3 separate regions of the Mus musculus genome follow, and all the other regions are linked to region 2. Evidence: chromatin contacts called from public Hi-C and HiChIP or PLAC-seq data. All regions are on one chromosome and are shown on one strand. Each heading gives the region's core, a stretch centred on a gene start, on an enhancer-like site or on the middle of the called end of the contact. The rest is flanking DNA. Distances are from core to core; before and after follow the strand shown.

Region 1 (4,165 bases), core at 79-2,578, 130 kb before region 2:
TCGGAGCTTTCCCATTGTGCCCAGCAGTGTGTGGTATTTGTGTATGACTTCTTTGATTCTTAGGCTTAGTGGGATTTCATTTTCCCATGCTGTGGCACCTGGCTAAAGATGTCCATTTTACCTTCTTACCTCTGAACTTAGTGTCAAAAGAACTAAATCCAAAGCCAGGCATGGTTGTACAGGCCTGTAATCTTGGCACTGAGAGACTGAAGCAAGTTCAAGTTCAAGATCAGCTTATGTTATGCTGAGAGACTATTTCAGAAAGAGAAAGGGGGAGGATAAGGGGAAGAGGAGAAAGGGAAGAAAGGAAAGAAGGAAAGGAGGGAGGAAGGGGTGGAAGGGAAGGGAAGGGAAGGAGGGAGGAAGGGGTGGAAGGGAAGGGAAGGGGGAGGAAGGGGTGGAAGGGAAGGGAAGGAGGGAGGAAGGGGTGGAAGGGAAGGGAAGGGAACTGGGTTCAAGCTTGATAACTACCCTCTTAGTTGTGATGTGACTCTTGACATTTAAGTTAAACCCTAGTTTCACTTTGGTCACTTTAAACTCCAGAGAGCCATATATCTCAGTCAGGATTTTCTAGAGGACCAGAACCCATAGGTGAGACAGCAGTTGCTTCATACCTGAGAGGCTAAGAACCTTGGGGCTTGGTGCCTCAACAGTTGGAGCAGTCCCACGGTGCTTGTGTTACTTGGAGAAGCCAACATCTTGGAAGTTGCTTAGTCTACAAGACTGGGTGCCTCAGGAATCTAAATAGAGTGCCCAAAACCTCAGGGGTTCCTGGAGAGCCACTGGTCTTCAGCCCATGATAAAAACAGGAGTCTACATCTTCAGCAACAAGGGGAATGAGGAAAAACCAAGTGAGCAAACAGCCAAGAGTCTTCCCTGAATGGAGCTCCCCAAATCAATGAAGGCGATCAGGACAGTTCTTCAGCTGAAGCTTCCTACTCCGGAAATCCTACTTTGGGGCAAGTTGACATTAAATCCAACCATCACAGGGCTTGTGCGGTGGCTCAGTTGTTAAGAGTATTGAATTCTCTTTCAGAGGCCCTGAGTTCAATTCCCAGCCCTCACACGGCAGCTCACAGAGATTATTAACTCCAGTCCCAGGGAATACTATGCCTCCTTCTGACCTCCTCAAGCACCAGACACATACATGGTGTGCAGACAGACATACAGACAAACTATCTCTACACATAACATAAGTTAATTTTAACAACAGAGCAGTCAACAAGATCAGGCCTTGGAAGTCTTTTCACCCTAATATAATACAGGGCGGATACTCAGTAAATGTTGCGTGAGTGTATTTGTGGCTAACTTATGACTTTGTCTGACTAATGATCATATAACTGCTGAATGCTTCCTGGATTAGTTAGATGTGGCTACTAGAGAGGATCCCACCCACTCCCTGGCCATGCTGTTTCCAGGAAAGGCAGCCCATTTGGTTAAAAGTTCATAGATATGAGTAAGGCTGAACACACAGGTAACCATCAATAAAACTCCTGCTGAGAAAGTGTTTGCAGGCACAGCCTCTAAACTCATAGTTCTGGAAAGAAAATCTTCAGACTCTCCAGAACATTCTGGAAAGGAGCCTAGTGAATTAGGCTTTCTGAAGTATAATGTCTATTTTCTTTTCCCAAGAGGACTTTATTTTCCTAATAAAAGAACATGGGGTTGGCAGGGAATCTATAGGTGGATGGGCCCATTTCCTAAACTTTCCATGATAGAGTGTCACAGAGTAAGCAACTTCAAGCAGAAGAGGTTTGCTACCCGAATTTTATGGCAGCTGAGACCTGTAATCAAGACGTTAGCAGGACCCTGCTTTCTCCAAAGCTCAAGGGTGAACCTACCTAGACTCTTAAAAGCACACCTTGCGATCTGTTCAAAGCAGTGGAGTTCCCAAAGGATACATCACTTTCTGGGGTTGGCTGGCACTCTTGTCTTTCCTTGGTTAACAGGTACATCACTCTGTGTCATCAAATGACTGGCTGTCTTTTCCATAGATATCTCTGTCTCTCATCTCTTTTTGAAGGGCATTGATCATATTGGATATTATTTCCATCCTTCTCCAGTATGTCTTTATGTTAACTAATACATCTGCAATCATCATATTCTACATATGATATTATATAAATAAATCCAGAGCCTAGTACTAGGTATAACCATCATCTCTCTCTGTCTCCTGTCTCTCTCTCTGTCTTTATCTGTGTGTGTGTGTGTGTGTGTGTGTGTGTGTGTGTGTGTGTGTGTGTGTGTGTGTGTGTGAAACTCAGTCCATAACAATGGGTTATGGACTTCTCCATGACTTGAAAGAACCAGGAAAAAGGTTTAAGCCTGTATCTCACATCCTAGTGCCAATGGGACTTCAAGAGAATTAGAAATAGCTCCTCTTTCTCCTCTAGAGAGAAGTGTTCTAAAAGCCTGGGGATGTAACATGCCTACATGGTATGCAGGAAGGTATGGATTCAATCTCCAGTACCACATAAAACAAATTTTGCTCGGGGCTACCAATTCAGTTATCTTAGAACTGTGGACTGTGTAGCTTTTGGAGCCGAGGGAAATGACCCCTCTCTGTTTTGATTTTAATCACCAGATCTTAATTCCAATCCTCATATTGAGTGCACCTCAGGACCAATCATACATCTTCCATTAGCTTAAATCATTTGAATTCTCATTTTTATAAATAGAAATATGTCAAATGTTGGCAATTTCACATGATTTGATCCATGCATTTCATAGATGTGGCTGAAAAGATTTATACTCACCTTTAATTCTTCAAGGTGGTCTCAGGATTTCAAAATTTCTACTACCCAATTCCCGTCCTCAGTTACGACTGATACAGGATACATCCGACTGACCAGATTCACCCTACCATGCCAGTACATACCCCATGTGTTTAGACTCAAGAAAAAAAGACTTGAGAGCCTGGGTTCAAATTATTTAATCTCTCTATTAGTTAGTAGGCATTTGAGTAATTAGTCTCCTTTTATATCAAAACCCTCATTTGTTAATTAGTAACAAAACACAGGATTATTTTAAGGACTAAAGTATGTGCTATAGACATTTGTAACTGTGTACACACACACACACACACACACACACACACACACACACACACACACACCTCATGCTACCAGCACAGTAGATGTTCACTGAATGGTATTCCCCTCCCCTCCAGCACTTTCCTTATATCCCCTAATAATTCCAGCAACAACTGAGGGACAAGCCCAAATAATGAGACAACCTGTGGGCTTGATGAAGGTAGCTAGAAACAAACAATAGTGGGACCAAAAAAAAAAAAAAGAGGTAGCTTTGCACGTAGTTTATTCTTTTATATTACAGAGCAGAACCCATAAGCCTTAAACTCAGTTACTAGCAAGCTATCTTATTATGTTGTCTTCTCATCTTAAGATAACTAAGCACCATTTGAATTCTATACATGATATGCTTGTGTTTACATCAAATGTCATTTTCCAACACAGCAGTTCTAGCCTCTTTTCTGTAGGCAATATACATGACATTATCATAAATTAACATATATGGTACTCTATGGAAGTGGGGGGAGCATTCTGAGATTTCCTATTTCCCCATAGGTCTTCCTTTCTCTTTCACTCTAGAAAGCCATGAGGAGAGGAATTGATAAAGGTGACTCTACAGAAATAACCTCCCAAACTCTTTCCCAATAACTATAGGTGGTAGCAAACCAACAAGCCACTGTCATGACTGCACTGTACCTGAAATGTGTATATGGTGCAAAGCCTACGTAAAGACTCACTCTTCTAAGGCATGTGATGCCATGATCATTTGGAATGTCTAGAAACCACGAAGCCATTAGGTAATTGATACTTAGGATGTTTATAGGCTCTACCATCTTAGTCATAGGCTTCTACTTGATCTCACTCACAATGACGTCTGAATTTTTTTCCTGTATACTAATGCTGAACAAACAAATCCATTTCAACTGTAGTGTCTGGTACAATAGTATTCCTGCCTCTGCTCAAACCACTCAGGCTTTCTGTCTCTCCACATCTCCTATGGGCATGATGGTGCTCTCAATATGATCAATTCTTCCTGAACACCAGAAGCATTCTTCCACATCTTTAGACTTGTGAGCATTCTAGTAGTCCCTCTCTTCTGCTCTGTAATTATTCTCCTTTTATATAAAAACTGTGGT
Region 2 (4,143 bases), core at 1,043-3,542:
TCTGCCTTCCTGAGGTGTTACAAGGTTTTCATATGTTCTCTATTTTCTTCTTGGGGTTGGTAGAAACTGTATAAAGATGAGTTTGCAGGCTCTGAGATATTTAAGTGAACAACAGCCGTGGAAGGCAAGCCAGCTGACCTGTGCCTCTATTTTCGTATGATGTCACTGCGTTTTTCCTTTGTACAAGGAACCATACCAGATCCGTATGTATGAGAGCTACTTCACTCATTCACCTACTCGTTCAAAAAAATCTGGAGATGGAAAGATGAGTAAGGGCCCATCCCATCACTAACCATAAATGTTCCTGCCCCTCTGGGGTACGAGGAGCCAGTAAATTCCCATGACGAGACGAGAAGGTGGAGAGCAGGGAGAGGTGACTTTGTTCTTTATGTGACAACTCACTCTTTTGGGAACTCACTCCCTTTGGCGAGTCAGCATTAGTCACCTTCCAATAAGCCCTACCTTATGAAGTCCCCACCACCTTTCTCTTCTGCCAAGGTAATTTAAGGGATGTGTTCAGGCCAACGAAATACCTATAGCATTTAAAGATACAAGTGCATGTGTCTACCTTGTAAACCATGCAAACACACATCATAGAATGATTATTCTATAATCTACTCTTCTTCTACCAGAACACGACCAACACAATCCCTTGCATTTTATCCAGCTTCTTGGTGATGTGGCTACATTTATATCTTTTGCACATGGACAAGATGGTAGCCCCTGTGACACAAGGCAATTAGATAAGATCTTAAAAAAAAAACAACAGGCTGTGAACAAGGCAGATGTTTAATAAAATTTGAAGCTCACAGCTGTCAAGTTACACAAATCATTCTGTGCTTGCAAGAGTGAGACGAAGATGGTTATGGAATTGTTGAGGGAAGAGCATGTGATGGGTTTAAAGAATAAAGATGGGGATGTGTGTGTGTGTGTGTGTGTGTGTATACACGCATGCACACATGTGTATGTGAGTATATGTGTGTGCATAATCTATATATACATCTATATGCACGATATGCTGGCATAAGTATATGTATGGCATGTTTATTGTGATGCAGGAGCATATTCAAAGAAGGGAAACAAGTTTTGCAAACAAGCATCTTTTTAACATTCAAGGTCACCTGTTCTTTTTTCTTTTCTCTCTCCCTGGTCACCTTCTTCTTCCATACAAACCCCAGAGAGCTTGGCATCTTCATCCATTTCATCTATATACATTCATTCCCTCTCCTCATGGATACTCACCTACTACCCTTAGCTTCCGCACACATCTTTCCCACACCATATTTTAACTTAAGCATATTTTAACATAGTCTACAGTTGAAGATAAAGACCTAAGAGCTGCAAAGCTTCGGAAATGAGTCAGCACCAGGCTGCTGAGCATGGGACTGGGAGACTGAGACACAGGAGAGAGACGTTTCTCTCTTTCCTGGTGTGTGTGGGGATAGGTTAAAGAAAGGAGGCTGTTTGTGTGCTGTTTCTTTCTCCATGGGGCAAAGCCCTCTGGAGAGTTATCACTTTAAGTCAGTCTGTTTCTTTGCTGGCTTCTGTGGACTTTGCAATTGCCTCAGAGTATATGTCTGATGGCAAAAGCCTCCTCGGTTACTAGTTTCTAACCATCTCACCCCCTGCACGAGAGGTGCCTTAGGAGGGTGGGAGGAGGGCAGTGTCTTTTCCCAAACTAGACTGTGATGGAGAGTATAGTGAAAACACTTACTAGGATTATCCAGTGCTTGTTGAACCTGGCTGCTCTTTTTTGGGTATAGACATCGAGGGGTAGAGGACAAGCTTGAACTCAGAGCCTTGGACTTACAAGAGGTAAACTTAGTTTTTCTGAATCAGCTCCCTCCTCTGTGAGATGAAGACTTGACCATCCATCCCTCTGTTTGGCTATGTGCTAAAGGAAACAAACCGATCCATACTCTAGCAACTAAAATAACATTCCCTTCCTACCTCCCGGGATCATAAAGCAGAAACACAGATCTGATGCTACAAATGAGCTTTGAATTGTGTGTGTACAAAACTGGAGCTAAGAGAGAACTTTTGCACAAGCTTATTACCTGTGCCCTGTGGATGCTGTGTGCTTTGCTGGACCTGCAAGGGTTATTTTTGCAGACGACAGCCGACCCCCCCCTCCTGCACACCCCCTCCCCCAGTTTCCGTCTGTGTAGCTCCCAGCAGATGTATTAAGTATAGTCTTGGAGCCTTTCCAGGCTCTCTCTTTAAGACACAGAATGTTGAATATTTCCTGCACACAGCAGGCAGCTCTGGCCTGGCACAGTGCCAGGAAATCTGCTGGGTGCCGTCCTGTCCCCACCCCTTCTCCAGTATCTGTGCCCCAGCCCCAACTTGTCCAGATTCCCTGGGGCTTCCTTGGGAAACAGGGTAAAGTTAGAGCAGAGACTGCCACTGCAGCACCATGGCTTACAGCCACAATTACCTGCCCCCTGCTCCCCTGCTTCCCCCCCCCCCCCAGGGCGCTATGGAAGATGGGAAGGGAGGCTTACTGCTAGCTGTGCCTTTGCTTGCTGAAGACACCAAACCCCTTGGGAGGCAGAGGGGGCATCTGAGCTGTCTTGAGGTGGGGCCCTGCCTTGGTTGAGAAATGTCCATAAGAAAATGAAAAGGCAGAGACGTGAACAAAGTGTTGCGTTTATGTCAGGGGCTGTCCCCACCTGCAGAGAGTGGGAGATAGGCCCTCATCTGTCTGCTTCTGCAATGCGAGCTGTTTCACTGTAAGGTCTCCAGGCTAATGCCTCCTTCCTCCGGCAGCTGCACAAACTGAATCCATATTCCCCTGCAAACAGTGCCAGCAAGGAAGGGATGGTAGGAGTCTCTGGGAGGACTCCCCTTTGGATCCATGTCCTCTTTCTCTTTTCAATCAGTTGGTGAACTCCCTTGCATAGGTCTAACATGAGCGCCTCACTCTGGACACATTTACATTGAAGCAGCAACTAGGACTCTGCCTTTTCATGTCCTCTTTTCTTGTGATCTCCACTCCTTCTGTCTGCCCAATTGCTCCTCAAACTCCCCCCATGTTTGTTTTTAATCCTCTAGCGGGTAACATGGTCACTTGTGACATCCCTCCATTGAATGCACATCCTTGTTCCTAGCAGCAGTAATTCAACTGGCAGTGCACAGTCTGCAGTAGAGGAGAGAGGAAACTAGACTCCCCAAGGTGCTAGGACTGGTCCAATCATCCAGAAAACACACAGACACCACTTTCTACCTACAGAGCTCCCTGGAGCCTGATCCCTCCCTAGTGAACAGGCCTTCTATAGCAAGAAAGCCCTGTTATCAGAGTAGCATGCAGGACAGGCAGAGGCCCTGAAAGAACAGGAGAATCAAGGCCTCTCTGGTGAGCAGATGGTCAAGCAGAGAAGGACTTAAGAGACAGGACTGCCTTCCCCTGTGGAAAGAGTTGCAGTCCTAAGTCCAAGTTCAAGCTCTGCCCTTAACCGACTTGGGTGGCTGCAACATCTTCTGACCTCAGGCCCTTCACTTATAAACCAAGACAACTGAAACAAATAATCACTAGTACCTCCCATCTCTGAGATCCTTTGATTCTGTGACTCCTTAAGTGACCTTGGCTTTGGACCCCACCCTGATATAAAACCGTATCCAAACAGGCTGTGAATTGAGGGAAATGTCATGGAGAATATTTAAAAGACCAGTCCCCGAATTCGCAGAGTCTGACGCAGTTCCCAGGTGCCCACACTCTGTGCAAGGACAGGATTGCTGGGTTCCTCTAAGGTTGCAGTGGCCACACCGTCTAGATGGATGGTGTGTCGCCATACTTACTGGAATCTGCTCAGACAGCTTCAGCTGCTGGAGCTAATGAGAGAGGGCTTTTATCAAATGCTGGAGGTCAGCGGATGGGCTTTATGGGAAGGGGAAAGGATGGAGGATGCTCCATCACGATCGTGAAAAGGCTTTTACAGTAAACCCTGCTTGCTATCCATCAGGAAAAGACCAATACGTTGTACTGGAAGATGGCTAATAGGAAGTCTTATAGATGGTGCCTGGGTTATCCATTTTCAAAGACTGAAGGAAACATGGAAATACACAAAAAGCAACTCTATTTCGACAGATAAATTCTCCTTGAGGATCTCCAGTCCACTCGCACCAGTTTTGCCTGGGAGTACT
Region 3 (4,172 bases), core at 921-3,420, 200 kb before region 2:
ATGCCTTTGGTTGGGTTGAGTTGGGTTGAGTTGGGTTGAGTTGAACTCTTTGGTAATAATTCAGAGCTTGGCTCCTGGGGTGTTAGCACAGGTTTGCATGCATTATGCAGAATTTCCTGCTAAATGCAGTGGGCTTCTTGTAAATGAATCGTTTATTTCAATCCATGCTTGTTTGACATAAATGTCACTTTTATGCTGAATAAGTCTACCATTCTTCTGTGTTTGCTCCAGTAATGCTGATCTTTGAGATGTCACCCCAGACAGGCTCTGACAATGGAGCGCCAAGTGGCCATCTTGAAATAGCAAAGCTTTGCTCTAGCATCCTGCTACTAAATCCAATATTTATCGAGATGGAGTTCAATGATCCGAACGTTGAACAGTTTTCATCAGTGCCAAGATGTCATGGTGTGGGAAGAAACGAAACCAGAAATAACACAATAGTATCCCATTATTTTTACTGTACTTAATAATTCCAACCAAATGGGATCAGATCAATTTGTGGATAGAACACAACGTATCAAGTAAAAGAAATTGCCCATTTTCCTGTTGAAATAATATGGAAGTATGACTCAGCCTAGGGAAGTAAGCAGGAGATACATAGGAAGGGTCAAGATGAAAGGATTTTTTTTTCTTCCCTCTTCTTGGTGGGTCTGGACAGAATTAACTGGTTGTTTCCAGTCACAAGAAAGTACAAAACTACTCTTCCTCACAGCAGAGGGCTGTCGCTGTGGGAGCTTCAGCTAGGCTAGCACTGTGGCTCTGGAAGGAGAGTATTCAAGGAGGAAGATCTAATCACGAGGGGCTTACAAGCTTGACTCTACCCTCCATGCTCCCCAGTCTGGAGCTTGTTCAGAATAGAGTCTCTACCCAGTGGGCATGTTCTTTTATTCCTTCTAGATCACAGCCTTGTCCTAAGACTTAGAAATTCAGATAGAACACCTCTACCACTCCCTCCGCCCACTATGACTCTATCACTCCCTCCGCCCATTATGACTGGGTTCTGGCTTATTTTGTCCCAGAAAAGTACTTATTTGGGTATTTTTTAAGATAAAGGCCCACACACGCTGTACTGTCCCCATGAAGACACTCTTATAAAACCTAGTCAGATTTGGGATAGTCCCTCAAAGTTCTTGAGTCACTTAAGGATCCTAAGATATTTCTCTGTCTGTCCATCTTGCTTAGAGTTTGCCTTCATAATTCCCTCTCTAATCAGATTATCAGCATCCAACCAGAGTTCAAGGTTATCCATATTCTGGCCAATTTAGGGGAAAAGCAAAGCCTCGCCTTACTCCCAGGCTCTACATCCTTCATCGCTTGTCTACTAAATGACCTGTAGCGTGGACTTCACTTCGTGAACAGTCTGAATCATGTAAAACTACACAGTCTTGGGTTTTATTTGTAATATAGCAAAACAGGGGACTCGGTGAAGCTTTTAATATAAACAGTGCTGGAAATTTTTCAACAGAATGACCATGTTCACTGTGTCCTCCCTAGAGACATTGTGAGATTGACTTGATACGTATTGGAGAAGTTGGAGGCAGCAAGCACAGGCTCTAACATACATATGTCTGGAGTGTCTACTTCATAAAATGAGAGTTCAGTGAAAGACACGGCATAAAAAACACATAACCTAAGAGGAGATGCACATGCAAGCATAATTTCCTATTGGTATGCAATGTACTTCATACATGCACAGAGTGCCTAGTGGATACAGAAGGCAATGAGATTTTCCGCAGGATTGCATTGGCAAGGACTCACTATACATTTAATATACATATGTGTAATACTATGCATGCTGTTTATATATACTCTGTGCTGAGTACTCTGGAGAAAGAGCCTATAAATCCTGGGAGCCGTCTTGGTATTTTTTAGTGTGGTTTCCAAGGCTGCATGATTAATCTTCAGCAAAGCTACAGTTTAGCACCTGTTGAGCGATATTAGAGGAAATCATCTGTGTTGCAAGTGGAGAATATGTTAGAGAGGCTGGACTCAAACGGATCCAGGTTTAGCTCTCTTTCTCCTTCTGTTTTAGCAGACAAATAATCTGTTGCAACTTTGCCGCTTCTCTTCCATGGCTTGGCTCTGTTCCCATGCACCATTTTGTTCTAGGGGATGCCTAAACGGATTCTTCAGTGTTAGCCAAAACAAATGAGGAGCTTGGCTCTCGGTCTGGTCCCAGCAGCTGCTGTGATTGGAGTTCTCTGCACCTAAGACAGTGGGGCAGCTTTCCCCTTGACAGATGAACACATTTTCATTACTAGGGAAACAGGAAGCATGGCGTACTGGGCGAGAGAGAGGCGGGGGAGGCAGATTTGGGAAATGGCTTTGTTCTTTCTTATACCCATTATGGTTACCATTCAGCTGAAATGTCCGACGGGAGGTTGGAGAGTCCAAGTGGGATACCCACCTTTCAAGTTCCTTATCCCTTCAGACTGCAGTTGTAAGCTCAGGCAGCCTCAGGCAGAGCAATCCTTTGCAGATCTGTTCTAGCAGGCCGTTTCTCCTCATGCATGCAGCAAAGGTCATGGAGAGGTCCGGAAGTCTAGGGGGAACCACCATACAAAATAAAGGCAAAGAAACATTTGGTGGTTTCCATTTCTTGGCCATACAATAAAGCGAAACTGGAAAGTGGGTGTTCTGAGGGCCCTCCCACCCAGAGACGTTCCTCCTGATTTGGCTATTACAACTAACTCAACCACAGGGGTTGTAGACATAGGTTCTTCAGGAAACAGGATGTATCTCCAGTGTGCCTCCTCATGGTAATTTTTTTCTTCGAGATTCTATAGTCACAATAGTCTTTACTCAAACTGGTAGCCTGGAAGGCATTCTTTAATCCCCAGGTGTTGGGAGTGCCTAGATAAATGTGGGTGTCAGTCACCATTGTGGGGAATTCCAAGGGCTGAAGAAACTTGGGGGAAGGAGAAACAGAGAAAATAATAAGAAAACACATATACCTAAAGTGCATAGCTTCAAAGGAAACGATAAAGTTAAATGTAAGTATTGAGGGGTGTCCTCAAAGATGAGGGGAGTCGGGAGTTCTCACGGGTATATGACTTTTGGACCCTCATTTCCAATTATCTCTATGATGACAACCTTTTGTCTACCATATAAACTTCAAAAAAAAAAAAGCAGGATTGCCAGCCAATGAGGAAAACATATCCTATCATGCATTATTTCTAAGAAATGTGTCATTAGGCATTTTTATTATATAACCAAACCAGGCTTAGAACTAAGATGGCTATGGTATCACTAGACCATGTCATCTTATGGGACCACCATCATACCTGTGGACAATTCAAACAGAAGAATCTTGCAGTGTATGGCTATACTGAATAACTACCGTTTGCCAGACACTACGATAGGTTACTATATATGAGGACATTTGTGTAACAGCAAGCACAGTGTGCTTGGAAGGTTTCTTTATGTACACAAAGAAAGCAGAGACTTAGTCATCCCATGATGATATGGTTCAGAAACAAAGGAAGATTTTTTAATACAATTCTTAGAAAATTCAACCGGCTTTGGAGTTTGAAAGACTGCTTTACCTCTTCCCCTGCCCTTTGTATCCTACATTTATTTTTGGTAGTAATAACTCACGGGTCTCTGTGAAGAATCCGTCTAGGCATCCCCTAGAACAAAATGGTGCATGGGTACAGAGCCAAGCCATGCAAGAGAAGCGGCAAAGTTGCAACAGATTATTTGTCTGCTAAAACAGAAGGAGAAAGAGAGCTAAACCTGGATCCATTTGAGTCCAGCCTCCCTCTTTCCTGCCTCGCCTAAACAATGCCTCTGACATCTCTACATAAGACTCCAATCCAGGCCTCTAACAAGTAATGAGAGTTTGTACACAGAATGGATCCTGTGCCTTTACCAATGGGCCAAGTACAGAGGAGTGGAGCGAGTTCTGCTCTGTTATGATGTGTCTTGCATTGATTATCTTTGCTTATATCTCCATTATGTTAACTAATGGCTCCTGGAGAACTTACTGGGGCAGTCTATGTTTTGCATCCTGTGACTTCAGACACAATGTTTACTCTCTGGAGTGAGCTTGCTCACTTACACATCTTTACATTCCTTCCCATCTACTATTTTCTATTTACAGAAGCTTTGGGTGAGGTTTTTTTGTGATTGTGCCGAGATAGTACCAAAAAGTTTGAACTTGTATAAGGTTC

Evidence for each region. A called contact is a pair of places that touch in the nucleus more often than the background predicts. HiChIP or PLAC-seq counts read pairs in DNA pulled down with a chosen protein or histone mark.
Region 1: a contact with region 2 is called in an H3K27ac HiChIP or PLAC-seq map of embryonic fibroblasts, with 12 read pairs. The contact joins two enhancer-like sites. A contact is called at or near these places in 2 of 484 Hi-C or Micro-C datasets (the N1E-115 cell line and nephron progenitors) and 12 of 115 datasets of contacts at active chromatin or transcription factors (a colorectal cancer cell line, craniofacial prominence, embryonic basal ganglia and 9 more).
Region 3: a contact with region 2 is called in a Hi-C map of cerebral cortex, with 2.2 times the contacts expected there. The contact joins two enhancer-like sites. A contact is called at or near these places in 2 of 484 Hi-C or Micro-C datasets (the HL-1 cell line and cerebral cortex) and 1 of 9 other capture datasets (embryonic stem cells).

What each region holds. Positions count from the first base shown.
Region 1 is chr9:41,728,008-41,732,172 of GRCm38.p6, forward strand. The region is part of intron 2 of Gm35835 (a long non-coding RNA gene); the gene reads right to left. Among named protein-coding and RNA genes, the nearest start is that of Gm35835, 7.4 kb to the right of the region's middle. Within about 2 kb of position 1,329, at least 10 of the 459 cell types and tissues checked have an H3K27ac peak or open chromatin away from gene starts, as enhancers often do. A contact at or near this core is called in embryonic fibroblasts and pancreatic cancer cells, where this site is marked.
Region 2 is chr9:41,858,614-41,862,756 of GRCm38.p6, forward strand. All of the region lies in intron 3 of 6720432D03Rik (a long non-coding RNA gene), which reads right to left. Among named protein-coding and RNA genes, the nearest start is that of 6720432D03Rik, 16 kb to the right of the region's middle. Within about 2 kb of position 2,293, at least 85 of the 459 cell types and tissues checked have an H3K27ac peak or open chromatin away from gene starts, as enhancers often do. A contact at or near this core is called in cerebral cortex, embryonic fibroblasts and pancreatic cancer cells, where this site is marked.
Region 3 is chr9:41,663,396-41,667,567 of GRCm38.p6, forward strand. Gm35835 (a long non-coding RNA gene) reads right to left here. Exons shown (of 5, transcript XR_379295.4): 4 at 2,408-2,542. Among named protein-coding and RNA genes, the nearest start is that of Gm35835, 72 kb to the right of the region's middle. Within about 2 kb of position 2,171, at least 28 of the 459 cell types and tissues checked have an H3K27ac peak or open chromatin away from gene starts, as enhancers often do. A contact at or near this core is called in cerebral cortex, where this site is marked.